Linked DNA regions of Mus musculus: region 2 is linked to region 1. The links are chromatin contacts, called in public promoter capture Hi-C maps. All regions are on one chromosome and are shown on one strand. The core of a region is the stretch at or near the end of the contact, and the rest is flanking DNA. Distances in the headings are between cores, read along the strand shown.

What was found. Promoter capture Hi-C pulls out the DNA fragments that hold promoters and counts their contacts.
Region 2: a promoter capture Hi-C map of liver shows a contact between it and region 1. The contact joins the promoter of Alox12 here to the promoter of Gucy2e in region 1. A contact is called at or near these places in 2 of 39 promoter capture datasets (liver and neutrophils).

What each region holds. Positions count from the first base shown.
Region 1 is chr11:69,233,508-69,240,589 of GRCm38.p6, reverse strand. Gucy2e (guanylate cyclase 2e) reads left to right here and starts at 3,568. Exons shown (of 19, transcript NM_008192.3): 1 at 3,568-3,644; 2 at 3,936-4,674; 3 at 4,768-5,072. The coding sequence starts at 3,945.
Region 2 is chr11:70,249,965-70,256,700 of GRCm38.p6, reverse strand. Alox12 (arachidonate 12-lipoxygenase) reads left to right here and starts at 1,331. Exons shown (of 14, transcript NM_007440.5): 1 at 1,331-1,563; 2 at 2,091-2,292; 3 at 3,373-3,454; 4 at 3,568-3,690; 5 at 3,803-3,906; 6 at 4,143-4,303; 7 at 5,108-5,251; 8 at 6,445-6,654. The coding sequence starts at 1,429. Gm40191 (a long non-coding RNA gene) reads right to left here. Exons shown (of 3, transcript XR_879979.3): 2 at 5,456-5,560.

The sequences.
Region 1 (7,082 bases), core at 2,319-4,818:
TTTTATTTTCTTATTTTATATTATAGATGAAAACATACACAGACACACAGACATACACACACATATCCACACACAGATACATACATATATATACACACACACAAAAGCACATATACACACCATACACACACATATATGCACACAAAACCATATACACACACACATTTACACACACACTGTGTATAATTAATCAAACTTGGGTCCTCTGGAAGGCAGTAAGTGTTCTGAGCCTTTCTTTCTTTCTTTCTTTCTTTCTTTCTTTCTTTCTTTCTTTCTCTCTCTCTCTCTCTCTCTCTCTCTCTCTCTCTCTCTTTCTTTCTTTCTTTTTTTCTTAAGATTTATTTATTTATTATGTGTAAGTACACTGTAGCTATCTTCAGACACCCCAGAAAAGGTCATCAGGTCTCATTGTGGATGGTTGTAAGCCATCATGTGGTTGCTGGGACTTGAACTCAGGACCATCAGAAGAGCAGCTGGCACTCTTAACTGCTGAGCCATCTCTCCAGCCCCCTGAGCTGTCTTTCTAACTCTGTCATATTTATTTTTTATTACACTTATGTATTGATTTTTGTGAGTATAAGTATACCACAGTGTGTGTGTAAATGTGTGTATATGTGGTTTTGTGTGCATATATGTGTGTGTGGTATGTATATGTGTGTTTGTGTGTGTGTGTGTATATATATATATATGTATGTATGTGGATATGTGTGTATGTCTGTGTGTATATGTGTGTATGTGTGTGTATATGTGTGTGTATGTGTATTTGTGAGTATGTGTGTATTTGTGAGTATGTGTGTGAGTGTGTTTGTATGTGATGTGAATACATGTGTATGTTTGTATGTATGTATGTGTGTGTATGTGTGTATGTGTATTTGTGAGTATCTGTATGTGCTTGTATGTGATATGAATATGTGTGTGAGTGTGTATGTGTATATGTGTATGTGTGTGTTTGTATGTATATGTGTATGTTTGTATGTATGTGTGTGAGTATGTGTGTGTGTGTGGTGTGTCAGAAGATAACTTGCTGGAGTTAATTCTCTCCTTCTATCGTATGGGTTCCAGGAATCAGATTCAGCTGGTCAGGTTTGACTGAAAACACCATAACCCACCATTCAGTCTCTCAGGAAACCTGGAGTTCACTGCGTCAGCTCAGGGGCAGGAGCCACAGACCCCGCGCCCCTCTGCGATCCCAGCACTGGACTAGAGAAGCATGATGCTATGGCTGTCTGTTTTCATGTGTGAAATCCAAACTCATGTCTGCATAGCAAGCACCATCCGCCGAGCTATCTATAACCCCCAGATCTACTCACTGTGAGCATTTTCTTCATTGTTTGAAATATCTAACATATGCAACATGCTTATATGTCATGTAAAATACATCACCTATTGTGAAATATTGAGGGTAAGTTACATACCTCATGGTGCTTTCTCACGAAATCCTTTCATTTACATTTCTTATCACTCGGGACTTCTGTTTTTGGTGTTTGTTTGTTTGTTTGTTTGTTTGTTTTGAGACAGGGTCTCACTCTGTAGCTTGACTGTCTAGGGACTCACTATGTATCCCAGGCTAGTCTTGAACTCACAGACATCTGCCTGCCTTTTCCTGGGATTAAACTGCTGGGATTAAAGATGTGCACCACCATGGGAGGAGGTGTTCCTTAGTATAACTGTAGTACAGTTATTCATTTCACAAATGTACAGTAATAACTTATCAAATTGTCCACTCACAGTCCAAATTTGTCCTCTCTGTCTCTCTCTCTCTGTCTCTGTCTCTCTCTCTCTCTGTGAGTGTGTGTGAGTGTATGTGTACGCACGTGCATGTGGAAGCCAGCATCTCTGCCACACATGTCATTCTTCACGAGCCATCTCGAAGGTGTTCTTTTGTTTGTTTTGTTCCAAGACATGACTTCACTATGTAACCAGACTGGCCTCAAAGTCACCACCCTCTTAGCTCCACTTCCTGAGTACCAAGGTTACAGGCTCCCATTGTGCCTGATTGATGCTGATATTCTTGTAGATTTTTTTTTTTGAGACAGGGTTTCTCTGTATAGCCCTGGCTGTCCTGGAACTCACGTTGTAGACCAGGCTGGCCTCGAACTCAGAAATCCACCTGCCTCTGCCTTCCAAGTGCTGGAATTAAAGGCGTGCGCCACCACGCCCAGCTTCTTGTGGAATTTTTGTAATTCTACTTGTTTAAAGTTTTTCCCTAAAGCTTGCATATGAGTTGGAAGGCAGGAGAGAGGGAGGGAGGGAAGAGAGAAATTATGCAGGAGATGAAAGATAACAATTTAATCAAAACTAACCACTGAAGGGGTAAATGAATGTCCTGTGCCTGTAGATAGAATACCTCAGAGCAAGGGGGTACGGAGTGGCTGCAGCAGTCCCAAGCCTGGAGAGACCAGTCAACAGGTCCAGACCTTACTTATTGGCTGGCTCTCAGCACACAGGTGTGGCTCACAACTGTGTGTAACTCCAGCATTCTGATGCCTCTTCTGACCTCCATCGGCCATTGCACACATGTGGTGCACACATACATACATACATACATACATACATACATATACTCAGGCACCCATACATATGTAGAAAATAATTTTTTTTTTGAGACAGGGTCTATGTGTAGCCTTGGCTGTCCTGGAAGTCTCTAGGTATACTTGGCTGACTTCGAACTCATAGAGATCCATCCACCTGCCTCTGCTTCCCTTGTGCTGGGAACAAAGGCTATTACACTCTGCTATAAATATTTTTTTTACAGTTAAAATTGCAGCAATTATATGTTTGCTGTCTATCAACCTATGAACAATAGATGGAGTGACAGTTTATAATTGTGAAAAACTTAACATCTATGATGTTCTTCAAAATTTCCCCCTAGCTTTAGTGTCCACGGATGATTTTTAAAATTAACTCTATTATCTTATTTATCTTTGTCTGTATGTACAGACAGTGCACCACCAGGTGCTTTCTCTCAGAAGCTAGCACTGGATCCTCTGGAATTGGAGTTACAGATGATTGTGAGCCATCATGTGGGTGCTGGGAAATGAACCTGGGTCCTCCGAAGAAAGCAGCAAACGCTCCTAACCATTGAACCTTTATCTCTCCTCCTTCCCACAGATGATTCTTTTCTGAGACGGGGTTTCTCTGTGTAGCCCTGGCTGTCCTGGAACTCACTCTGTAGACCAGGCTGGCCTCGAACTCAGAAATCCGCCTGCCTCTGCCTCCCAAGTGCTGGGATTAAAGGCGTGCGCCACCACGCCCGGCCCCACAGATGATTCTTATCTGATTCCCTTTTTGAAGAGACAGCTGAAAAAGATAAACATTTTATTTTCATATGTAAGTCTGACGTTGAATTCGTGCGCGGTGTGAGGTACAGTCCAGATTCGCTTTCTCTCCCTGTATGATTAGTTAAAGCAACTGTGGCTGTCTAGAAGCAGGGCAGACCCCACTCTACAGAGGAGCTGTAGAGACTCTCAACCTCCATCAGCCCGCCCTGTTCTGCTTGATTAAAAGATCCTAATCGGCTTGGAGGGATTAAGGGCTGCAGCGGGCTGTTCCCACACCCCCCGCCCTGGGCTGGGCTGCCAGGGGAGACCGAAGGGGCATCGATCCTGTGACCCCTTAGCCAAGCCCTAGCCCCGGACTTTCCGGTAAGTAATGAATGACCCACACAGGAACTTCGGTCCTGTATGAAGGCGTGGGAGTATTCCCCACTGAACCCCCAAGACTGCTGAAGAGGAAGGGAGGATAAACAATCTAAGTACAAACAGGCTAAACCAAAAAGACCTTGGGGCGATGAGCTGGGCTGCCATCTAGGGTCCTGGAAGCCAAGACACCCTAGGGGGTTGGGCGGAATTTGAGAAACAGGCTTGAGGGGAGAACCTTACGGGAGTGAGTGCTGAGGGCCCTCAACTCTTATCTTGTTCGCTCTGTGTTCACAGAAGAAGGCAATGAGCGCTTGGCTCCTGCCAGCCGGAGGGCTTCCCGGCGCCGGGTTCTGTGTCCCTGCGCGGCAGTCTCCGTCCAGTTTCTCGCGGGTCCTGCGCTGGCCAAGGCCTGGGCTACCGGGACTCCTGCTACTGCTACTGCTCCCATCTCCTTCTGCCCTCTCTGCTGTGTTCAAAGTGGGGGTGCTGGGCCCCTGGGCTTGCGACCCCATCTTTGCACGGGCCCGACCAGACCTGGCTGCGCGTCTGGCCGCCAACCGCCTGAATCGTGACTTTGCTTTAGACGGCGGCCCCCGGTTCGAGGTTGCGCTGCTCCCAGAGCCCTGCCTGACTCCGGGCTCACTAGGGGCTGTGTCCTCTGCGCTGTCTCGAGTCTCTGGCCTGGTGGGTCCGGTGAACCCCGCAGCCTGTCGGCCAGCCGAACTGTTGGCTCAAGAAGCTGGAGTAGCGCTGGTGCCCTGGGGCTGCCCTGGCACGCGGGCGGCGGGTACTACAGCCCCGGCGGTGACCCCCGCTGCAGATGCTCTCTACGTCCTCCTTAGAGCATTCCGCTGGGCGCGCGTGGCCCTGATCACTGCACCCCAAGACCTGTGGGTGGAGGCGGGACGCGCTCTGTCCACAGCACTCAGGGCCCGGGGTTTGCCAGTTGCCCTAGTGACTTCCATGGAGACTTCAGACCGGTCTGGAGCCCGGGAGGCCCTCGGGAGGATCCGAGATGGGCCTAGAGTTAGAGGTAAGCTCCCCAGTAGAGTGCGGGCAAGGTGGGTGGGTCCTGCCGAGAGTGGACAGCGTAGCGAGCCAGCCTCTGTGTCCGTCCGCTCCGCAGTAGTGATCATGGTGATGCACTCGGTGCTGCTGGGCGGCGAGGAGCAGCGCTACCTACTGGAAGCTGCAGAAGAACTGGCTCTGACTGATGGCTCCCTGGTTTTCCTGCCCTTCGACACGCTTCACTACGCTTTGTCTCCAGGCCCGGAGGCTCTGGCTGCATTTGTCAACAGCTCCCAGCTCCGCAGGGCTCACGATGCGGTGCTCACACTCACGCGCCGCTGTCCTCCTGGAGGCAGCGTGCAAGACAGCCTGCGCAGGGCTCAAGAACACCAGGAACTGCCCCTTGACCTCAACCTGAAGCAGGTAGATAGATTACAAAAAGAGAAGAGGGAGGAGAGCCAGGGAAGTGAGCTGAGAACAGACAAGGAGAGAAGGATGGAACTAGAGGGAAGAGGAAGGTGTAGCCAATGGGCAAGGAGAGGGTGGAGCCAATGGGCAAGGGGAGGGTGGAGCCATGGGCAAGGGGAGGGTGGAGCCAATGGGCAAGGGGAGGGTGGAGTCAATGGGGCGTAAACTGTAGCGGCATCTGAGCTGGAGTTTCCTGGGTGTTGTAGAAGCTCTGGTTTGGCTTAGCCTCTGCCTCCCAAAGTGCTGGGATTAAAGGCATGCGCCACCACTGCCCAGCGTCACAACAGTGTTCTTAACTTTGTGAGGGCCCTAATGTGAAAGAAAGATCCCTAGGTGGAGATGGGGGCTCCAAAGATAAATTTCCAACATCCAAGTAGTAATCAGAATTTCTTGAGTCTCTAGGATCCAAATTCAGACTATCCAATACCATCCCAGTCACAAAGGGAGTCTAGAAGCTACTGAGGTAGAAGGGAAGCTAGATATCAGTAGGAAGAAAATTAGCAATCAAGAGAGTCATATTCATGCCAGGCTTAGTGATATGGGTTTGTAATCCCCCATATACAATAGGCTGAGGCAGGAGGGTGGAAAGCTCAGGCTCTTCCTGAGCTACAGAGTAAACTCTGGTTTACCATGGGCTTGTCTTAAAAAGTCAAGAGATGGTTGTATGCAGCACGTGGGTAGGGAACTTGCCCAGGCTTGGGTAGGCTACTTGCCCAGGCTTGGGCAAGGCCTTAGGTTCAATTTCCCAAAATAAATAAGTAGCCACACCCAGAGTCAAGAGGGACCACCACTGAAAGAAGGTGGGGTGTGGGGTGGAGAGTCATACTGGACTATTCCCCACCAATGCCTCTAGCCTTCTCCAAGAAGGTATTTGGGGTAGAGGAGAAGAAAGCTTGGGAATAATTAATAAAGTAAGGGTAAGATGGGACAGAGAATCTGTCAGTCATGGAGAAATGGGAGGAGCAGAGGTACTTCCATTAGCTGTCATGAAGGGCACAGCCAGCTGACCATGCTGGAGACCCGATTCCCCTCCTGGACCCCACGAACCCAGGCGTGAAGCCCTATTACCTTGACTTCTGAAGGTTGTTCGAATCCACTCATACTCCCCTTCCTCACTGACACTGCCCTGACTCAGGGCACAACACTTCTGGACCCAAGTCCAGAATCTCAAAATGCTCACCCGACCCAGGCTCTCTCTGTCAATCAGTACAGCAGGTTTCAGAAATGGGGTGCTCTACAGTTTGCATGCCTGGTTCAAGGCCTCCTGGGAGCATCTGGATGGCATCCTGAGTTGGGAGCCTTCATTACTCTGTATAGATGGAGGTCTCTCCACATGGTCTAGTAGGTCTTGAGTCTTCCTTTCTCTTTCGTCTTCCATGAACTCCAGCCAGACTTTAGGTTCTTAAGCGTGTTCTCTTTTTTCTCTCTCCTACCACCCCCCACCCCCTGGAGAATTCTGATTAATACCTGGGTGATGATCACGCCTTCTGGAACCTTCTACCTCTTCTTCCTCATTTCTAAAGCTTCCTCGATTCCCTCTACCCCCATGTATCACACTCCCTTAACATTCTTGCCCTTTTCCCCCTACACTAAAGTTTGTCCACAGTGACAGGCTGTCTCATACACCTCTGTGTCACTGGTGTTCCCTGGTGTCTGTCACTCCATGAATAGGAACTGAGGATAGTAGAGAGGAGAGGGTACTAATGGTAAAAAAAAAAACCTCTTTGGAATGGGAATGGAAGAAACACTGATAATCAAGCTAGAACTGATCATTCGAGCCAGTAATGCTAGCTATTTAAATGGCTGAAGCAGGAGAATCAAGACACTCAGTATCTGGCTGGGGAGGGAGCTCTGTCTACAGAGTTTCCACCTGGAAATAGGAGGATCAGAAGTTCAAGGTCATACATCTGCCTGGGCTACATGACCCAAAGAAAGTGTGTGTGTGTGTGTGTGTGTGTGTGTGTG
Region 2 (6,736 bases), core at 82-2,581, 1.0 Mb before region 1:
GAGCACAGAACTTCTAGGCAGGAATGGGCCTGGAGAGTGTGCAATAGTAACCCACGAAGGACCTGACATGCCCAGGGTTTGGAGGCCTGAAGGTGTGACCTGGAAAGTCTCAGACTTTTCCTTCCTGCAAGCAGCAGCATCCTAGGTCCAGAAAACAGATCCTCCTGGCCCTGGCCTAGCCACCAAACTAGAACATCTTAGTTTACAGGAACCTAGTTAGGGACATGTACATGTGACAAAATCTGAGTCCTGAACAAGTTTCCCACTATTCACAAGGTCCCTAACCAAGTGTCATTCTCACCGCTGCTCATGACTTTACTTTTCTGAGACCCAAGGCCAGGAGATAACTTGGGAAGAAAATCCAACCTGGGCTCCACTAAAGAAAGGCTCACTCTCCTTACCTGGAAGAAATAAACTCGTGAAACCCACCCACTGGACTGTAACTGATTCTATACTGCACCCTCCTACCCAGACTGGTACTCTGCATCCGAGATCTGGAGGAGGTTGGACAAAATCATTCACTGTCCTTGGCCTCCCTCAAGATGCGTGGCCCATGACACTTTTGTGTATTTGAAATCTTAAAGTCGGAGCTGGAGAGATGGCTCAGCGGTTAAAAGGGCTTACTGTTCTTCCAGAGGTCCTGAGTTCAGTTCCCAGCAACCACATGGTGGCTCACAACCATCTGTAATGGGATCTGATGCCCTCTACTGGTGTGTCTAAGACAGTGACAGTGTATTTACATACATAAAATAAGTAAATCTTTTTTTTTTAAAGAGAGAAAGAGAGAAAAGAAGGAAGGAAGGAAGGAAGGAAGGAAGGAAGGAAGGAAGGAAGGAAAAGAAATCGTAAAGTCTTATGTTCAGGTGAGTGGGAGACCATGAGGGTGGGGGAGAAGGCAGGGGTGGGGTTCTAAGTCTGGAAACGCTGTCTTTTCAGGCTCAAGGCAGCCTGGGAATCCCTGGGGGTTTACTGAAGGGGTGACTTCAAAAGCAGTACAGAGCAGGGACTGGGGGTGTTTGGGGACCACAGATGGTTTTAGCAGCTGGGCATCCCCCAGGCCCTCCCAGGCTCACCTGCTATAGGCATTCCTCTCAGCCCAGAAAAGACACTTCTTTTCCCTCCGTTTGAAAAATGGTTTCAACCCCTTTGCAAGTTCTCCTAAAAGCCCAGAGACCTTGGGAAGGGCCTCCTTAGCTCCCACTGTAGCTGATCCAAACGCACACCCCTTTCCCAAAGCCTGTTCTTGGGCTGGGCTAGCAGGTTCAGACTAGTCTGGGGCGGGGACTTGGGAGTGCCTAGGAGTTGTGAGGGCGGGGACACAGATCCATCTTTTTAAAGTTTTGGACCTGGCCCCGAGGCGACGGTGGCCCTGGGCGGTCTTCGAATTGAACTTAACTTGGATCGCCTCCTGAGAGGCCAGAGGGAGCCATGGGCCGCTACCGCGTCCGTGTGGTCACTGGGGCCTGGCTCTTCTCCGGATCCCTCAACCTAGTGCGTTTGTGGCTGGTTGGGGAGCACCGGGAGGCGAAACTGGAGCTGCAACTGCGGCCAGCGCGGGGCAAGGTCAGTGAGCAAGAACTGGGGCCCTCTACTGTCCAAGCAGAGAGTAGGAGGATGGCAAGGGACAGGAGACTAGGGTCTGTGACAGTAAGACCGCGATGGAGATTTGTAGAGGTGGGACACCGGGAGTGATGTCAACTACGGGCCCCGGGTGGTCTCCTTTCCCACACCCCAGCCCAGGCAGCCCTCTGAGTCCTGCATTCTTAGCCCCAGAGCCGATTTAAATACAGGACTTGAGGTCAGTCGAAGCTCCTCCAAGTTCCGGTGTGGTGGGAGCTCAGTGAACGGGATGAGACAGGCGATGATCGTCATCATCTGCTCAAATCTCTGGTCAGCGCGCTGTAGACGCTGGTCTTCCCTCAGAAATGGGACATCTTAGACCCGCCAGACAGGTTAGGGGTGGAAGAGGGAAGGAGAGCAGGGGCGAGGTGTGTTCTTTGACGGCTGCGGTAAGCTGAGGCTCCACAAAGGGGAGGCTCGGCCACCGAAAGGCTTCTCCCAATCCCTTCTATTAAGTGTGGTCCCCGCAGGAGGAGGAGTTTGACTTCGACGTTCCCGAGGACTTGGGGCCACTGCAGTTTGTGAAACTGCACAAACAGCACACAGTTGTGGATGACGCCTGGTTCTGCAACCTCATCACAGTTCAGGGGCCGGGGACAAGTGCAGAGGCCGTGTTTCCCTGCTACCGCTGGGTGCAGGGAGAGGGAATCCTGAGCCTCCCGGAGGGGACAGGTGAGCGGGGCAGCATCCTACCCTGGGGGAGTGGACGAAGAGGGAAAGGGCAGTGCTGGCGGCGAGGGTGTGGAGGAATAGGGCTAAAGAGGAGGAGAGGGAAAGAACTTGGAGAAAGGGTGGGCAGAAACGGAACAGTGAGTTTCTAGGGCGCAAGTGAGGAAATGAGAAGTTATGAATTCCCCAAGTGTTTCCCAGGATAAGTGATGTTGCAAATGAATTAAAGAGGGAAGTAAGAGATCTGGAGACTCTGTTTTCCTAGATAGAAAGAAGGTCATGGAGCCGGGGACACAAATGGAGAAGTAAAGAAAACAGTAGTACTGTGATTCGGAACCCGTGGGGAGAGGGACAGGTGAGGGGCTCAGAGAACAAGAGCTGGTGGCCAATGAGCAACGGGGCCGCGAGGAAGGGCCGCTGGTCGGCTGATTTGATTGGATGGTGGGGACCACCTGGCAGGAGGAGGCATGCGAAAGAGCCCGTAAAACTTCACATTTTTACCATGGGAAACCAGAGAAAGAGAAGTGCAGAGGCAAGTGAAAGCCAGGGTGGTAAGGGCGGGAACACTTGGAGACAGGTGGATTTCACTGAGGCGGCACCCAGGACAAGTCAGTAGCTGTAGAGTGATCAGCTCCAGAGGCGAAGCCAGGAAATGAAAGTACCGCTGAACGTGAACAGATGAAATTTAAGGTGTGAGATTAGCCAAAGCAACAAGTAGCTATAGGTGTGGTGTTGGTGACACCACATTTCATCACCTTAATTAGCGTGATTCTCCCCTCACCCCACCCCCACTTTAGATATTGATGAAATAGATTAGGAGATTGTGAGCTTAAGAAACAGGAAAGCATGGAGGATATGGGATTCTGGTCTGGAAGAGAAAATTGTGGGCTGAAGGAAGTGAAATGTGAGCTCAAACCAGCAAGAACCCGATGAATGTGTTCAGGGATCAGTCAAGGCAACTCCGGAGATAAAGACAAAGGAGCCCAGCAGAAAACATAGACTCTGGCTACAAAGAGAGAGTAGGTGACAAGCAGAAGAGTGCTCAGAACCAGACAACATGTAGCTAATTGTAACTTTCCCCAGCCCGCCTGGCAGGAGACAATGCCTTAGATGTCTTCCAGAAGTATCGAGAAAAGGAACTGAAGGAAAGACAACAGACCTACTGGTAACCATTTTCCCTAGAGGCCTCCCAACTGCCCCCCCCACCCCTCCCTCTCCCTGCCCTGCACCCATCACTGATCTCAACACTCTCTCTGAAGTGTTGTCCCCAACTTGTAGCTGGGCCACCTGGAAAGAAGGCTTACCTCAGACAATAGCAGCGGACTGTAAGGATGACCTTCCTCCAAATATGAGATTCCATGAGGAGAAGAGACTGGACTTTGAATGGACGTTGAAGGCGGGGTAAGGAGAGGGTGGACGCTCATGGGATGGGGTCTGGGAGATCCACGAATGGAGGTGGACAGTGAGGAGCTGAGGGTCAGGTGATGGGCTCATGTCTTAACACCTATCCTAGGGTTCTGGAAATGGGCCTCAAACGTGTTTATACCCTCCTGAGAAGCTGGAACCATCTGGAAGACTTTGATCAGATCTTCTGGGGCCAGAAGAGTGCCTTGGCCGGTCAGTGGTTTCCCCATAACCCCCTAGTGGCCCCTTTTCATTACAATCCATGGTCCCCATGGGTCCTTGCCAAATTAAGATGTAATGTGCCTGATATTCTCACAGAGGCCTCAAAAATGACAAAAATAAACCTGGGCTGAGCGTAGGATAGTCTAAGTTCCTTAGGTTCAATGTGAAGAACAGAAACATCTAACCTGTGTCCCTTGTCCTTTCTGTGCTCCCCCACCCCACCCCAGAGAAGGTTCACCAGTGTTGGCAGGAAGATGAACTCTTTGGCTACCAGTTCCTCAATGGCGCCAACCCCATGCTTTTGAGACGCTCCACCTCTCTGCCCTCCAGACTGGTACTGCCCTCTGGGATGGAGGAGCTTCAAGCTCAGTTGGAGAAAGAACTCAAGGTACCTTCCTCCTGCTCTGTCCGGCATTGCTCTCTTGTTACTAGTGTGTAAGACCTCGTGAGGCTGAGACAGCGACCTCAAGTGATGAGGGAAAAGGAGGCATCCCTGGGTGCATGCTCTAGTAAGAAAAAGCCCTGAAAAACGGCACCACCATCATGTAAAAGCTTACAAGGAATTCCTGTATGAATGGGGGAAAGAGGATGGATTTCCAGGGCACAGGCTGGCTCCAGAGACGTTAGCTGGAACAATGACATTCTTGCTGAGGTTTTCTTGTGGACTTCAGTGACCTTGGCAGATGAAAAGGGAAGCCTGTGTCATGGTGCAGGGAGATAGAGGAGCTTTTCTGGGAAATAGCTACCGGAAGGGTAACCCTGTGCACACTGTACCAGTGGCCGTGGCGGCTCCGGGAGCTCGATGGAATATCCCTCAGGGTAGGTGAGATTCTCATAGAGCTGATGAGGGACTGCTGAGGTGGTGGAAGCCGAGAGCAGAGAGACCACTTAGGGAGGATAAGACGAGGGACTGATCATCTGGACACTGAGTCCCGTTGATAGTGCTGTGATGCAAACTGGATTGAGCAGGCCTATTCTGTACCCAGATCTACATGTATCCCCACACAAGATATCTCATCAGGCTGGGTTTGGTTTTGTTTTGATTTAAGATTAGAAGAACTGGACCAACCAGGTACAATAGCTCTGCCAAAAGGAAGGACGGTGAAAGAAATCAATGTCCGTAAACACCTTACCTCTTGGCCCTTCTGTGCGTGAACTTTGAACCCTGAGATGGATGCATTCCTTTCTCCAGAATGGATCCCTGTTTGAAGCTGACTTTATCCTGCTGGATGGAATTCCAGCTAATGTGATCCGAGGAGAACCACAGTACCTGGCTGCCCCTCTTGTCATGCTGAGGATGGACCCCGGTGGGAAGCTGCTACCCATGGCTATCCAGGTAAGGCTCCCTAGGTATCTCAGTCCTGTTGCTGTTCTCTGTTACTTAAACCTCTACAAGAAACCCAATTTCTGGGTGCTTGGCTTGCAGGCCCTATCTCTCCTGAGACCTAGCCCTCATTTCACAGTCCGGTCCCCACTCATTCACCCAAATCAAAGTGCTTATTCGTGAGTTGCAGAAGCAGCAGGGTGTAGTGGTGCATACCTGTAATCCCAACACTCTGGAGACAGGAGGATCTTGAGTTCAAGGCTGCCATTACCCAAGGATACATGAGAAGTTTCAGGCCAGCCCGAGTGACATAGTAAGATCCTAAAACAAACAAAACCCAAACAGCCTCTTGAGTCCACATCCCAGCAGCAGCAGCTCTCAGATGTTAGTGCGCTTCTGAGTCACCTCGAGTGCTTGTCACAAACACAGGTTCCTGCACTGAGGGTATAGCTCGGTGCACAGCACTTACCTAGCGCGCACAAGGCCCTGGGTGGGGCAGAACGGGGAAGGGAGTTTGTTAAGTCCTACCCCAAGACTTTCTTGTTCAGTGTATCTGAAGTGGGATCTATGACAGTGCTTTCTTTACAAGTTCCAAATTAATTCAGAGACTAAGTAGCCGAGGGCCACACCAGGAACCACGTTTAATCCCTCGGTGTCCTCTGTTTCTAAACATCCACTGTCACCTGACTGTCTCTTCACCCATTACTTCCATCAACCACTGGTGAGTACCTCAAAGGTCTCACACATCCATCTCTGTTCTCTTTCTGTTGTCCTCTGAGGCAGGGTCTCACTGTGTGGCCTTGGCTGGCCTGGAATTCACCATGTAAACCAGGCTGGCCTTGAACCCACAGAGATGCACCTGCCTTTGCTTCCTGAGTGTTAGAGGTAAAGCGTTGCACACCACAGTGGCTCACAGCAGCCAGCCTTTGCTCTCCTTCATCGCTTGAGCTCAAAGCCCTACTACGTTTTCCCCCACACCACTCCTAGGAGCTCCTTTCTGTACTCCCTGCTTTCCATCTCCAGACCCCAGCCTGCCCACCGTGGTGCTATAGCGAGGGTAGCAGAGTGACAGGTTTCTTATCCCGTCTACTTGAGTGTAAGCTGGAAGGAAACGGTTTTGCTTAGTCATCCATTTCCCCAGGAACTGTGACTGCGCCGCACACGGAGTGGGAGTTCAGTAACTACTCAGTTTCTCTCTCTCCCAGATTCAGCCCCCTAACCCCAGCTCCCCAGCTCCAACACTGTTCCTGCCCTCGGATCCTCCACTTGCCTGGCTCTTGGCTAAGATCTGGGTCCGAAATTCAGATTTCCAACTGCAGGAGCTCCAATTCCATTTGCTGAACACCCATCTGGTGGCTGAGGTCATCGCTGTTGCCACCATGAGATGCCTCCCAGGACTGCACCCTATCTTCAAGGTACATACTTGACCCTCTTGTCCTGTCTCCCTTCGTCACAAATGAGCTATTTGAAGATAAGAATATCTAATTGGACCTGGAG